4 separate regions of the Sus scrofa genome follow, and regions 1, 2 and 4 are each linked to region 3. Evidence: chromatin contacts called from public HiChIP or PLAC-seq data. All regions are on one chromosome and are shown on one strand. Each heading gives the region's core, a stretch centred on a gene start, on an enhancer-like site or on the middle of the called end of the contact. The rest is flanking DNA. Distances are from core to core; before and after follow the strand shown. Region 1 holds the start of CLEC2B (C-type lectin domain family 2, member B). Region 2 holds the start of LOC100623691 (C-type lectin domain family 2 member E-like). Region 3 holds the start of CLEC12B (C-type lectin domain family 12 member B). Region 4 holds the start of OLR1 (oxidized low density lipoprotein receptor 1).

The links. HiChIP or PLAC-seq counts read pairs in DNA pulled down with a chosen protein or histone mark.
Region 1: a contact with region 3 is called in an H3K27ac HiChIP or PLAC-seq map of alveolar macrophages. The contact joins the promoter of CLEC2B here to the promoter of CLEC12B in region 3. A contact is called at or near these places in 2 of 47 Hi-C or Micro-C datasets (blood and heart right ventricle) and 1 of 2 datasets of contacts at active chromatin or transcription factors (alveolar macrophages).
Region 2: an H3K27ac HiChIP or PLAC-seq map of alveolar macrophages shows a contact between it and region 3. The contact joins the promoter of LOC100623691 here to the promoter of CLEC12B in region 3. A contact is called at or near these places in 3 of 47 Hi-C or Micro-C datasets (alveolar macrophages and blood) and 2 of 2 datasets of contacts at active chromatin or transcription factors (alveolar macrophages and skeletal muscle).
Region 4: an H3K27ac HiChIP or PLAC-seq map of alveolar macrophages shows a contact between it and region 3. The contact joins the promoter of OLR1 here to the promoter of CLEC12B in region 3.

The regions. Positions count from the first base shown.
Region 1 is chr5:61,994,841-61,998,100 of Sscrofa11.1, forward strand. It overlaps CLEC2B (C-type lectin domain family 2, member B), which reads left to right and starts at 1,920. Exons shown (of 6, transcript NM_001256364.1): 1 at 1,920-2,236. The coding sequence starts at 2,137.
Region 2 is chr5:61,976,833-61,979,867 of Sscrofa11.1, forward strand. LOC100623691 (C-type lectin domain family 2 member E-like) reads left to right here and starts at 1,351. Exons shown (of 4, transcript XM_021092368.1): 1 at 1,351-1,478. The coding sequence starts at 1,451.
Region 3 is chr5:61,906,805-61,909,905 of Sscrofa11.1, forward strand. CLEC12B (C-type lectin domain family 12 member B) reads left to right here and starts at 1,659. Exons shown (of 7, transcript NM_001302088.2): 1 at 1,659-1,985; 2 at 1,988-2,016. The coding sequence starts at 1,927.
Region 4 is chr5:61,797,351-61,800,610 of Sscrofa11.1, forward strand. OLR1 (oxidized low density lipoprotein receptor 1) reads left to right here and starts at 2,006. Exons shown (of 8, transcript NM_213805.1): 1 at 2,006-2,125. The coding sequence starts at 2,050.

The DNA of each region.
Region 1 (3,260 bases), core at 670-3,169, 88 kb after region 3:
AGAATTTTGTATATTCTATCCTCCTATTTGGACAAATTTAACTGCAGGACCACAAAACTGAAAAACATGTTAAAAGAGCAAAAGTGATGGAGGTGAATGTGTGATTTTTTATTTTATGATTTTTATTTTTTCATTGTAGTTGATTTACAATGTTCTGTCAATTTCTACTGTACTGCAAACTGATCCAGTCACATGTCATATATATATATATATATATATATATATATATATATATATATATTCTTTTTCTCACATTATCCTCCATCATATTCCATCTCAAGTGGCTGGGTATAGTTCCCTGTGTTCTCACTGCTTAAACACTCCAAGTGAAATAGTTTGCATCAATTAACTAACCCCAGACTCCCATTCCATCCCACTCCCTCCCCTTTGGCAACCACAAGTCTGTTCTCCAAGTCCATGAGTTTCCTTTTTGTGGAAAGTTTCATTTGTGCCATATATTAGATTCAGATATGTGATATCATATGGTATTTGTCTTTCTCTTTCTGACTTACTTCACTTAGTATGAGAGTCTCTAGTTCCATCTATGTTGCTGCAAATAGCATTATTTTGTTCTTTTTATGGCTGGGTCGTATTCCATTGTGTATATATACCACATCTTCTTAATCCATTCCTCTATCAGTGGACATTTAGGTTGTTTCCATGTCTTGGCTGCTGTGAATAGTGCTGCAATGAACATACAGGTGCATGTATATTTTTCAATGAAAGTTTTGTCCGGGTTTATGCCCAAAAGTGGGATTGTTGGGTCCTATGTTAGTTCTATATTTACTTTTCTGAGGTACCTCCATACTGTTTTCCCATAGCGGTTGTACCAATTTACATTCCCACCAACAGTGTAGGAGGGTTCTTTTTTCCACATACCCTCTCCAGCATTTGTTATTTGTGAATTTATTAATGATGGCCATTCTGACAGGTGTGATTTGGTATCATAGTAGTTTTGATTTGCATTTCTCTAATAATCAGTGATGTTGAGTATTTTTTCATGTGCTTGTTGGCCATCTGTATATCTTCTTTGGAGAAATGTCTATTCAGGTCTTTTGCCCATTTTTCAGTTGGTTTGTTGGTTTTTTTTTTTTTTTTTTGCTATTGAAATGTATAAGTTGTCTGTATATTTTAGAGATTAAGCCCTTATCAGTTGCATCATTTGAAACTATTTTCTCCCATTCCATAGGTTGTCTTTTTGTGTTTTTTTTTTTGTTGTTTTTTGGTTTTTTTGTATGGTTTCCCTTGCTGTGCAAAAGCTTATCAGTTTGATTAGGTCCCACTGGTTTATTTTTGCTTTTATTTCTGTTGCTTGGGAGACAGACCTAAGAAAACATTTGTGTGGTTGATGTCAGAGAATGTTTTGCCTATGTTCTCTTCTACGAGGTTTATGGTGTCCTGTCTTAAGTCTTTAAGCCATTTTGAGTTTATTTTTAAATCATTTGAAAATTCTGATGATGACAGACTTGAAAAAGAAATAGTGTCCTGATACCACTAGCATAATGGCATTATCATCTTGGATATTGATGATAACATTCTGAGTACTTTTTAATTTTCTTTTCCTTTTTCTCCTTTGTTTTTCGTGTGTGTGTGTGTGTGTGTGTCTGTGCAGGGACTGTCACACATGATGTTGACGTTTGACAAAGGAAATACTTCTTATTGTGGTTTCAGTTGCCACTTTAAAGCATAGATTTCTTTGCTTTAATTTCATCACTCTTGAGATGGTAATTTCTTAACACATGATGATTAAACCATAATGTCCTAAGGCATGCCTTTTAATTAATTAGTATTCTTATCTCCTATGGCTCTGGAAGGAAAATAGTTTTGTATCAATGTTGGTAGAATTTAAAAAATAGCCACTTGAAATTTTTTTTGCTTTATTGTTCAGGGGAAGATCTTCTTTTGAGGAAGGAAGGCCGTATGACTGTTTCGATGCTTGCTGGAACTTCCGTCATTTCCAGCAATTGTTTTGTTTAGCATTTATTTCGCGGGAGGCACACGGCATGATTACATGATTACTTTCGTTTTGAGAACACTGCTTAAAAGTGTGTTTTGCTTTAAGCTGCATCACTCTAGTTTGGAGCTGTGCTGTAAAAACGACATTTTTTATATTAAAAGTTAAAACTTTGAAGAGAGATGTTGGACCAAAGGCCACAAGACATCCAGTTACCTACTATGGGTGATGGAGTGCAGCAAACCAGTGAAAGAAATCAAGAAACCACAGAAAATGAGCGAGGTAAGAACATTTTCACTTGTTTAGAATGAAGGTTGTTTGCTGAAATTAGTATTTACTAAAAGAAAATGTTAAGCAAAAGTTTAGAAGACAGGAATTGGGTTTTGTAATTTCTTCCATCGAGGCAAAAAAAAAAAAATTCCTTTTTCAGTTAACTTCACCATAAATAAAAGTTATAATGGAATTCAGATTTGTAAATGATATCTTGCCCTTACAATTCATATTCATTTTATCTTAATTGATAATGGAGGAAGATTATCTATAAATAACACAGTTCAAATTTAGCTTCCCTCGTACTGAAGTTTAAGTGTGAACCATGTAGTCGGTCCACGCCTAGAATTCATACATGATACAAAATAAATAGCAAATATTTGTAATATTTTCAAAGATTGTTCATGTGCCCTGAGTGGAGTCCAGATAAATTGCACTTTAGAAGTACTTAAGAGTATAATGGTTACCTGTCTCCTCTACTCTTATCTAAACAATTGCTGGAACCCTGATGTTCCTGAGAAATCTCTGGCTATTTTAAAATGCAAAAGAAAAGAAAATGTACTAAAACAAAACAAAACAAACAAACAAAATACAACCAAACCAAAAAACCTTAGAAAACAGTTTGGTAGCATTGGATGCTTTAAATAGCGAGTTCAGAGTAGGTGAAATCCAAATTCTACATCTAACAAGGTAATCTTTTGAAGTTATATCAACAGGACTCTTTATAGTCAAATAAGGTGAAGAAGGGCAGGGCAGGAGGGAAATGAAACTAAAATGCATTACATACTACAATATGTGATTTGGAGACTACAGTGAGTTCTAAACTGCTGTTTAATTTCATTTCAATCTACCAGAGTATGCAGGATTCAAAAATGTTGTGGTAGTCCAGATTAGAATGCATAAATACTTTAGTCCTCTTTTTTTTTTTTTTTTTTTTGTCTTTTGCCTTTTGAGGGCCACTCCTGCGGCATATGGAGGTTCCCAGGCTAGGGGTTGAATCAGAGCTACAGCTGCCGGCCTACGCCAGAGCCACAGC
Region 2 (3,035 bases), core at 101-2,600, 70 kb after region 3:
TGCCAGAGCTACAGCAATGCCAGATCCTTTAATGCACTGCACCAGGCCGGGGATCAAGCCCAAGCCTCCACAGCAACCCAGACAACTACAGTCAGATCTTAACACACTGCACCACAGTGGGAAATTCCACTTTAGTCTCTGGCTTTCGCAAGTCACGGAAACCTTACTGGAGTAAGGAGAAGCATAGCTACTGAGGTTTCTACAAAGTCAGTTTGTTATTAGAAGAAACATCATAGCACAAATTTCTTAATCCAGGTGGCTGCAACAGATGGAAGGAAACAGTACAAAACTGAAGGATATGTACTTAGATCCCACGTGTTCGGTCCAGTGGAGAACATCTCTACACTTCATTATTTCTCAAGGCAGCTGGAGATCTGGTTAACAAGCACCCACAAGCTTAGAGCAGCTGTCTCTGGAGGTGAGATGTCAAGGAAATGTTGCTAGGCAACAACTCAAACCAGACCATCTTCAGATCATTACACAACTAGACATCCGTTGTGTCACATGTCGAATGCCTGGTAACATTCTCTTGTCACTCTCACAGTGGCAGTAGTGTGTTCTTAGTTACTATACTTCAAGGCAGTTGGAGTCCAAATTTCAAAAAATATAGCTAGTAATAATATAACTCTTTTACCTTTTCTATTTTGTGTCTAAAACATGTACTAACTCATTCTGAAGTAACTCATCTCAAAACCCACACTAGAAACAAGAGAAAAATGGGGAAAAAATTACATACATGTGCAATGATTTAAAGGCTTAAAAGATGTGGTAGGTGCACTCTAAGGAATCACAGGAAATATTTACTTATGAAACAGATAATGAAATAAATAGAAAATAGTTTCAACACAATGAGATTCCCCAAAAGGTTGTATTTTTTTAAAAAGTAATTTATAAGACTAAGATATTTTTTAAGGTTCTGCCTCCCTTCCTTTTTACCTAGCAAGAACTGATGTCCCCAATTTATGATCAAGAAAGAATCATGAACCCACAACCCTCAGCCACATTTGTGAAAATGGAAAGAATGCATAGACAGGGATTAGAGGATGGGGAACCAGGTCAATCTAGTATTTTGAAAAGACTATACTAAGCACACAGAAATTAACCTTATTCTTTCATTGCATTAAACTCACTCTAAGACTCTTCCACACCTGGAGAGTTTGGGATCAGTCCCATATATTCTGTGGTTCCTTTCAGTAACAAGAACATTCTCATTTCAGAAATTAGTATGTCCAATATAACATAAACACTTCGATGTCTTCTATCCAAACTTAAACCTCAACTGAAAACCTCTTCCCTCCTCCAGTTTACACTACTTCTGACCTGGAATCCTAGGAGCTGATGAGATGAGCTGTTTGTGTCCTGTTTTTCTCTCTAGTTTCATCAGTTCCTCTTCATACTAGCTGCTGTTTCTGACCCAGTATGGGGAGAGAAAACTGGAAGAACAGAGCACATGTGTGATTTGATGGCTGCCTTACTGAGTGAGTGATTTTGTGGGTTTCTCAGAAATCACCTTATCTGATGGCTACTTACTTTCTATGAGAGATGTTTTTCTTGAACTGTTCTTCCTCAGCTTTAGGGCTTTCATTGTCTAGAGCCTCATTGGATACTTTTTTTTTTTTTTTTTTTTGTCTTTTTGCTATTTCTTGGGCCGCTCCCGCCGGCATATGGAGGTTCCCAGGCTAGGGGGTCGAATCTGAGCTGTAGCCTCCGGCCTACGCCAGAGCCACAGCAACTCGGGATCCAAGCCGCGTCTGCAACCTACACCACAGCTCACGGCAACGCTGGATCGTTAACCCACTGAGCAAGGGCAGGGACTGAACCCGCAACCTCATGGTTCCTAGCAGGATTCGTTAACCACTGCGCCACCACGGGAACTCCGATACTTTTTTTTTTTTAATTGTACAATATATACAACATGAACTTTCCTGTCTTAACCATCTTTAAGTGTATAGTTCAGTAGTGTTAAGTACATTCACATTGTTGTGCAACCAATCTCTGGAATGCTTTTCATATTGCCAAAATGAAACTCTATACCTATTAAACAATAACTCACCACTTCCTCCTCTCCCCGTCCCCAACTCCTGACAACCACTATTCTACTTTCTGTTTCTATGAGTTTGGTCAGTCTAGGTCCCTCTTACAATAGAATCATGCAGTGTTTTTTGTTTGTTATGGCTTATTTCACCTGGCATAATATCCTCAAGATCCATCCATGTTGAAGCATGTGTTATATTTTTTTTTCCTTTTTAATGTTGAATAATATTCCATTGTGGGTATGTACACTTTGTTTATCCACTCATCCATAAATGGATATTTGTGTTTCTTTCACCTCTTGGCTATTGTGAACAGTGATGTTTTGAACATGGATTCATAGGAGGTTCCCACTGTGGCTCAGCAGTAATGAACCCAACTAGGATCCATGAGAATGCAGGTTTGATCCCTGACCTCGCTCAGTGGGTTAAGGATCTGGTGTTGAGGAGAGCTGTGGTGTAGGTCACAGATGTGGCTCAGATCTCGTATTGTTTGGCTATTACATAGGCCGGCAGCTACAGCTTTGCTTCGACCCCTAGCCTGGGAATTTCCATATGCCACTAGTCCCACCCTAAAAAGACAAAAAAAAAAAAAAAAAAAAAAAAGAATATGGGTCCATAAATTTGTCTTGAAAACATTGCTTTCAGTTATTTGAGGGTATATCTCCAAAAGTAGAAATGCTGGATCCTATAATAATTCAATGTTTAATTTTTTGAAGAAACACTATAGCGTTTTCCACAGTGGTCACACCATTTTCTATTCCCACAACTGTGCATAGAGGTGTCAATGAATCCACCTCCTCTTAGCACTTGTTATTTTCTATATTTTGAAAGTAGTGATCCTAATGGCTCTCCTAATGGTGTCTTATGTCACTGTGATTTTGATTTGCATCTCACTAAAGATTACTGATGTGGAGCCTCTTTTCATGTATTTGATGACCACTTGCATGTCTTTTTTGGAGAAATGTCTATTCAAGTTCTTTTTTTTTTAATTGGGTTTTATTT
Region 3 (3,101 bases), core at 409-2,908:
GTATCTCTCCACTCCCAGGAAAGGTTCTCCACTTTCCCATGATTAAATTGCACCCCCCAGATGATGTAAGACAATTTCCTCATTTCAAAATCTGTAATCATATTTGCAATGCCCCTTTTGCCATATCTACCATGGTCACAGGTTCTAGGGATTAGGGCAAAGATCATCTTTAGGGGGCTATTATTCCGCCTACCTCAGGTTCTTGGCAGCAATGCACTATTTTCTTTTGTATAAACTATTACATTTTATGGGATTAAGAGTACGATGGGATTAGAAGGAGAAGATTATAAAATGAGTATGTTTTATAAAAAGGATCATGGGATTAGAAGAAGATGCAATCCTTTTTAAGAGCTCTGTGAGTCTGATGCTTGCTGTGACTAAATGACCTGCCACACAGGGCAATGTGCTTTTTTTCCTGTGTGCTTCCAAGTAACAGCCAGAACACTTCCTATATAAATTGTCAACTCTTTATTGATCATGTGATGCTATTGAAACGCACAGTGTCACAGCGTAAATCCTTGTGCAGTGAGTTTCCCTCAGTTTTATTTGAGACATATTTTCAGGGCTTTTTGAGGCCTTTGAGAAGATAGAGGTTGGTTATTTCATCATTTTTTTTAATGAAATGTAAATTACTTGTAGCTGAAAGAGACTTCAAGCATAAAGACTTCCGGAGAATCCCCTGTATCCAGTGTTCCCTTCGAATATCCAACAGCATCTCTGCCTTCAGTTGCCCCAACCCCCATCTTCTGATTTTTCAGGCCTAGAAGACTGTGCTTTTATCAGAAGCCTGTACTTCCTCTATCGGAAGTTCAGCTGCCCCACTGAAATGACTGTGGGCTTCCCTCAACCTTAAAAGCCAAACAAGTGGACAAATGAAAAACAGAAGCAGAAGCACCTTCCCATGTGCCAGCCTCCTTCTCTCCAGAACCTGCCTGCTTTTCTCACTCTCCTAAGATACCAGGGAGTCATTTTAAAAATCTTGTTCTGAGCATTGGTTGTTACCTAATGGAGTATTATTCTGTTAGGCATCTACATGTAAGAAGGAAACTCCCATTCACGCCGAGTTCTAATAGCTATTCATTTCTTCTCCGGGCCTATAGCCTGCACTGTCTCTCGTACACATTCGGTTTTTGTTTTTTTTTTTTTTTTTTTTTTCTCTTTTTGCTTTTATCTAGGGCCGCTCCCGCGGCATATGGAGATTCCCAGGCTAGGGATCCAATCGGAGTTGTAGCCACCGGCCCACGCCAGAGCCACAGCAACTTGGGATCCCAGCCGCGACTGCGACCTACATCACAGCTCACAGCAACGCCAGATCCTTAACCCACTGAGCAAGGCCAGGGATCGAACCCGCAACCTCATGGCTCCTAGTCGGATTTGTTAACTACTGCGCCACGACGGGAACTCCACGTTTGGTTTTTAAAATCAGCAGCGAGGTGTGGCTGGTTTTTAGCTAGACAGCCCTTCGTCTCAGTATGTGTATCTCCTCGATACCTGTATGGGTGAGTGTAACCCAGATCCAAAGTCTCCATACAGGATTAGCTGCTTTTAATACCGGTAAAGAGGCCAACCTGAGTCTTGACTGAAACACTCAGAGCAGCCTCTCCACTGAGGATCATGGGAACTTCCCCTTGAAACCAGCATCCCTGCTCCAAAGTACCAGTTCTTTGCTTCACAGCAAGAACAACGCTGAAGGAGCAGACAGTTGAGATCTACAGTATTCTTATTTCTTCAGGGAAGAGTTGACCTTCTCTAACTTACTGTACAGAAAAACTGATTGTTCTTCTGTCCTTACAGAGGGGCCGTGGGATGTGTCTCGGGTTGGTTCAGTGTGGATATAAAACCTCCCAGCCTTGAAAAGAACATCCTCTTCCCGGGTCTGTAGATATTGAAACACTAATTACGTTTATAGTAGAGCTTTCTTCTACGATGTCCGAAGAAGTGACCTACGCGACACTCACATTTCAGGATTCTGTGGCAGCAGGAAATATCGGGATACAAATAACCTAAGGAAAAGAGGTAGGAGTTCGGAGAAAGCAAGATGTGACTTTAGGGGATGGGCAGCTGTTAAGTGCCTTGAAGTGCTGGCTTTGAGACGAATGCTCAAGAGAGGTGTGCTTTGGAACCTCCAAAATGGAGACCAAGTTGGGGAATCTTCTAATAGGGTCACGTTGAGGAAGAAATACATGGCTTCAGGGACCTTTTAAAACTGTGTGATATTGCTATGTGTCAAGAGGCTCTGTGCTGTAATGAATCATTTTGACTGAATATGCCAGAGATTGAGTTTGGGGTCTCAAAGATTCATTTTTCTAAATGTAGTCCTTGATATTTGTACCTTGTGAGAGATGCCAGGGGACTGTTCTTTCAGAAGACAGTTCGGAGGCTTCTAAAATAAAGACGGTGGAGGGAACTTTTCTTTCGGAAGGTATAAATAACTGAAGGGAAGCACTGGAAGACGAATGAGTCAAAAATAGACAAAAGCTAGTTCCTGCATGATAAGTATTTAGAAACTTTTTTAGGGAAGTTGAAACTCCAGTATAATTAGTCATGTTGAACCAACAGTGACATCTGTATCGTATTTTATATACATTATACCTCATCATTATCAAAATATGGTTGTGAAGTAAATGGAATAATATTAGTTCTTTCTCCAATGTATTAATGAAAAAACTGAGGCTCAAAGACATTAAATGATTTAACCAAGTTCATACAACTGTCCTGTGATGGAGACCAGACTCTGTTCTTATCTTCCACTCCTTTCTTTGTGCCCAGTTGGAAAAAATAGCTGTCTCTGTGGTCAGGAATCCAGCGTCAGGTATCAGACTACATCCCTTACCTTCAAAAATCTGTTGACAGTTTAGGTGGTTGTCGTGAATCCTCTAAAACATTCTCCTGTTCTTTAGGTTTATTTTTATTTTAAGCACATATGTGTATGTGTGCCTGGCTTTGGGGGGATGATATATTAAAAAAGGATGGGAATAGACTTTGCATGTGTCTAATAAAGGTAGTTATACATTTTTGACCTGTTTTTTTTTTTTTTTAATCTAATCCTTGAGAAAAAGGGAGTTGTGAATGTGGTACATGCGGCAGGGCTTCTGGAGATT
Region 4 (3,260 bases), core at 756-3,255, 110 kb before region 3:
ATCAACAGAGGAGTGGATCCAGAAGATGTGGTACATACACACAATGGAATATTACTCAGCCATTAAAAAGAATGAAATACCAGCATTTTTTGCAACATGCAGCATTTTTTGCAACCTAGAAACTATCATTCTAAGTGAAGTCAGCCATACAATGAGACACCAACATCAAATGCTTTCACTGACATGTGGAATCTGAAAAAAGGACAGACTGAACTTCGTTGCAGAACAGATGCTGACTCACAGACATTGAAAAACTTATGGTCTCTGGAGGAGACAGTTTGGGGGGTGGGGGGATGTGCCTGGGCTGTGGGATGGAAATCCTGTGAAATCAGATTGTTATGATTATACAACTACAGATGTGATAAATTAATTTAAGTAAAAAAATAAAAATAAAAATAAAATATACAAAAAAAAAGATATTCTATGCAGAAAAAGGGAATACAGAAAACTCAGGGAAGAGGAGCGTATGGAATCCTAATTAGACTGTCAATATTTATGATTTTTCCAAATAGTTTTCTAGATATTTTATTTGTTTATGTATTTTCTCTAATCTTTTTTAAATGTATTCTCTTCTTTTTATTTATTTTCCTGGTGTAGTTTAAAGTAAATATCAGATATCATATCATTTTGAAATACCTCAGAAGTTACCTCTAATATATAAGGATTTTTTTTTTTGCAATTGCAAATGAGATTGCAATGAGACATTATTTTTCTGATTAGAAGGTTTTGAGGTCAAAATAGGTGAGAATTCTATCAGTGAATATAAGGTGTATCTTTATTGGGATTCCATTGAAGAGTCTTCATGATTCAAGTCAATCATATAAAAATATATTCTTCAATGGCAATTCAACTGTGCTGAATATTACCCCTAACATTAATAACTATCATTTATTGAGTTGCAATGATGTTTAAAGTACAAAGCTTAGCGTTTTGCCCAATACCCCATTTGAATCCTTGTAGCGACATCAGCAACATTATCAAGTGGACATTTCATGATCCAATTCAAAGACAAAGACATTTGCCAAGATTTATAGAACAATAGGCCGGCAAAGGAAAGATTAAACTAGCTCCCTCTGGCTCCAAAGTTCTTTTCTGCTCTGTGTTATATCTCCACTGTATGAAAGAGCACTCCTGATTAAATTCTAAAATTACCCAGGTTATTATGACTAGAGATAAGAGCCATATGTAATTAACCCCCAAATTCCTAAGCCTATTTCTGAGGAAAAAAGTCAAAATTAAAAAGGAAAATATGAGACTTATTAGAGATATAGAATAGAGATAGTCTGATACAGTGAAATGAAAAAAAATATGGGGAGTTTCCATTGTGGCACAGCGGAAATGAATCTGACTAGTATCCCTGAGGATGCAGGTTTGATCCCTTGCCTTGCTCAGTGGGTCTGGGATCCAATTTTGCCATGAACTGTGGTGTAGGTAGCAGACTCGGCTAGGATCCTGTGTCACCATGGCTGTGGCTGTGGCTGGCTGCTACAGCTCCAATTTGACCCCTAGCCTGGGAACTTCCATATGCCAAGGGTGCAGCCCTAAAAAGGAAAAAAAGAAAAAAAAAAAAGAAAGAAAGAAAGAAAGAAAGAAAGAAAGAAAGAAAGAAAGAAAGAAAGAAAGAAAGAAAGAAAGAAAGAAAAAGAAAAAAGGATATTGGAATCAAATAATCTGGTCTAAATGCACACTCTTCCACAAATTCACTGCTGACTTACCCTTCTGAATTTGTTTCCTTATCTGAAAAATAAATACAAATTCTCTCCTCTAATGCTCATGGAAAACACAGTTTTCCCTTTCATAAATTACTTAGTGAAACATCCTGAAACACTATCAGAATCACCATTTTCCCCTCCTGCAATAGACATAACTCAAGAATTTGCGTCAGCCAACTTCCCAAAATGAAGCAAATACTCTCCTTCCTCCTACCAATGATTGAGTCATTCCATTAGATAGCAGCAGCTATTTAAACGCTCCAGTGGGAGCTCAGACATTTCTGCTTGTAGAAGTCCTTGGCTGCTCCACTCCCTCATTCTTGGAATAAATTCAGAAATGACACTTGATGACCTCAAGAGCAACAGTATGAAGGATCAACCTGACGAGAAATCAAATGGAGATAAAGCTGAAGGTACTGGGGGTAGGTGAATGTGTACAGGGACAGAATTAGCTTAGACGTGTAAACTAAACATAGGATTAGACGGCTGAGACACCTGAGTATGGGAAAATATTAGAGCGTTTAGAACATTTACTTAAAAGGAAAGCCAGATATGATGGTAATAAGGAAGGTGATGACCATGAATAAACTAACTTGGTATAATGATGATGAAGAGAATGAGGATAACTAACTTTTATTGAACATTTGCTGTAGGCTATGTTCTCTGATATGATTTATAAGCCTTATTTCTCTAAACCTTCACACCTTGAGATTAGCTCTATTACCTACTGTTTACAGAGGACTCACTGAAGGGGATTAACCTAAGGACCCAGTTTGACACAACTAATAAGTGGTAGAGCTAGCAGCAATCTCCCATAACATGGAACGGATATTGACCAGAGGGAACTGTTGGTGGAAAGTCTTACTCGTATACTTGCCTCTAAGTTTAGGATTTGGCAATTATTTGCAAGGTGCACGGCTCTCTTCAACTTCTTTTCTGTCAACTTGCCACACACATGCATGAACCCTATTTCTTCCTGTCAAAAAGTCTATTTTATTTGTATCATCTGAAGAGGCTAATAGGAGTGCTTTTGAAACAGGAGAACTCTGTGAATACATTTGACCACTGATTGATTTGGATCATTATACATTCACACTGGAAATTCTGTGATGTGATGTTCCCAGTCATGCAGCTGTTGACAGTTGGATTAAAGACCTTTGTTTGGATCTTAACATCTGCATGATATTAGGCAAGTCACTCACTGAATTTTCAGTTTCCTTATTTGGATATAAAAGATAACATTATCAGTGCCTAAAGTGTTTATCTTACAAGGTGAGGAGTACAAATTCATTGTATAAAATGTTTTCCTGCTGAACCAGTAATATCTGTGCTTTTGAAGTGGTGGACGACTTAAAAGATATTTGTGTACTTGTGAGCTACATGAGTATTTGTTTTACAATAATGGGAGGTTTTTTGTTTTTTTTTTCTTGTAATAAGAGTGCTGCAGCTGGTGTGAGTGGAGGATGTGGTGTTAACAGGAATCAAGTGACATTTTAAGGTTTCATTCCTATTTTCCTTTGGTCAGAACCTCAGTTCCATGTTGTAACT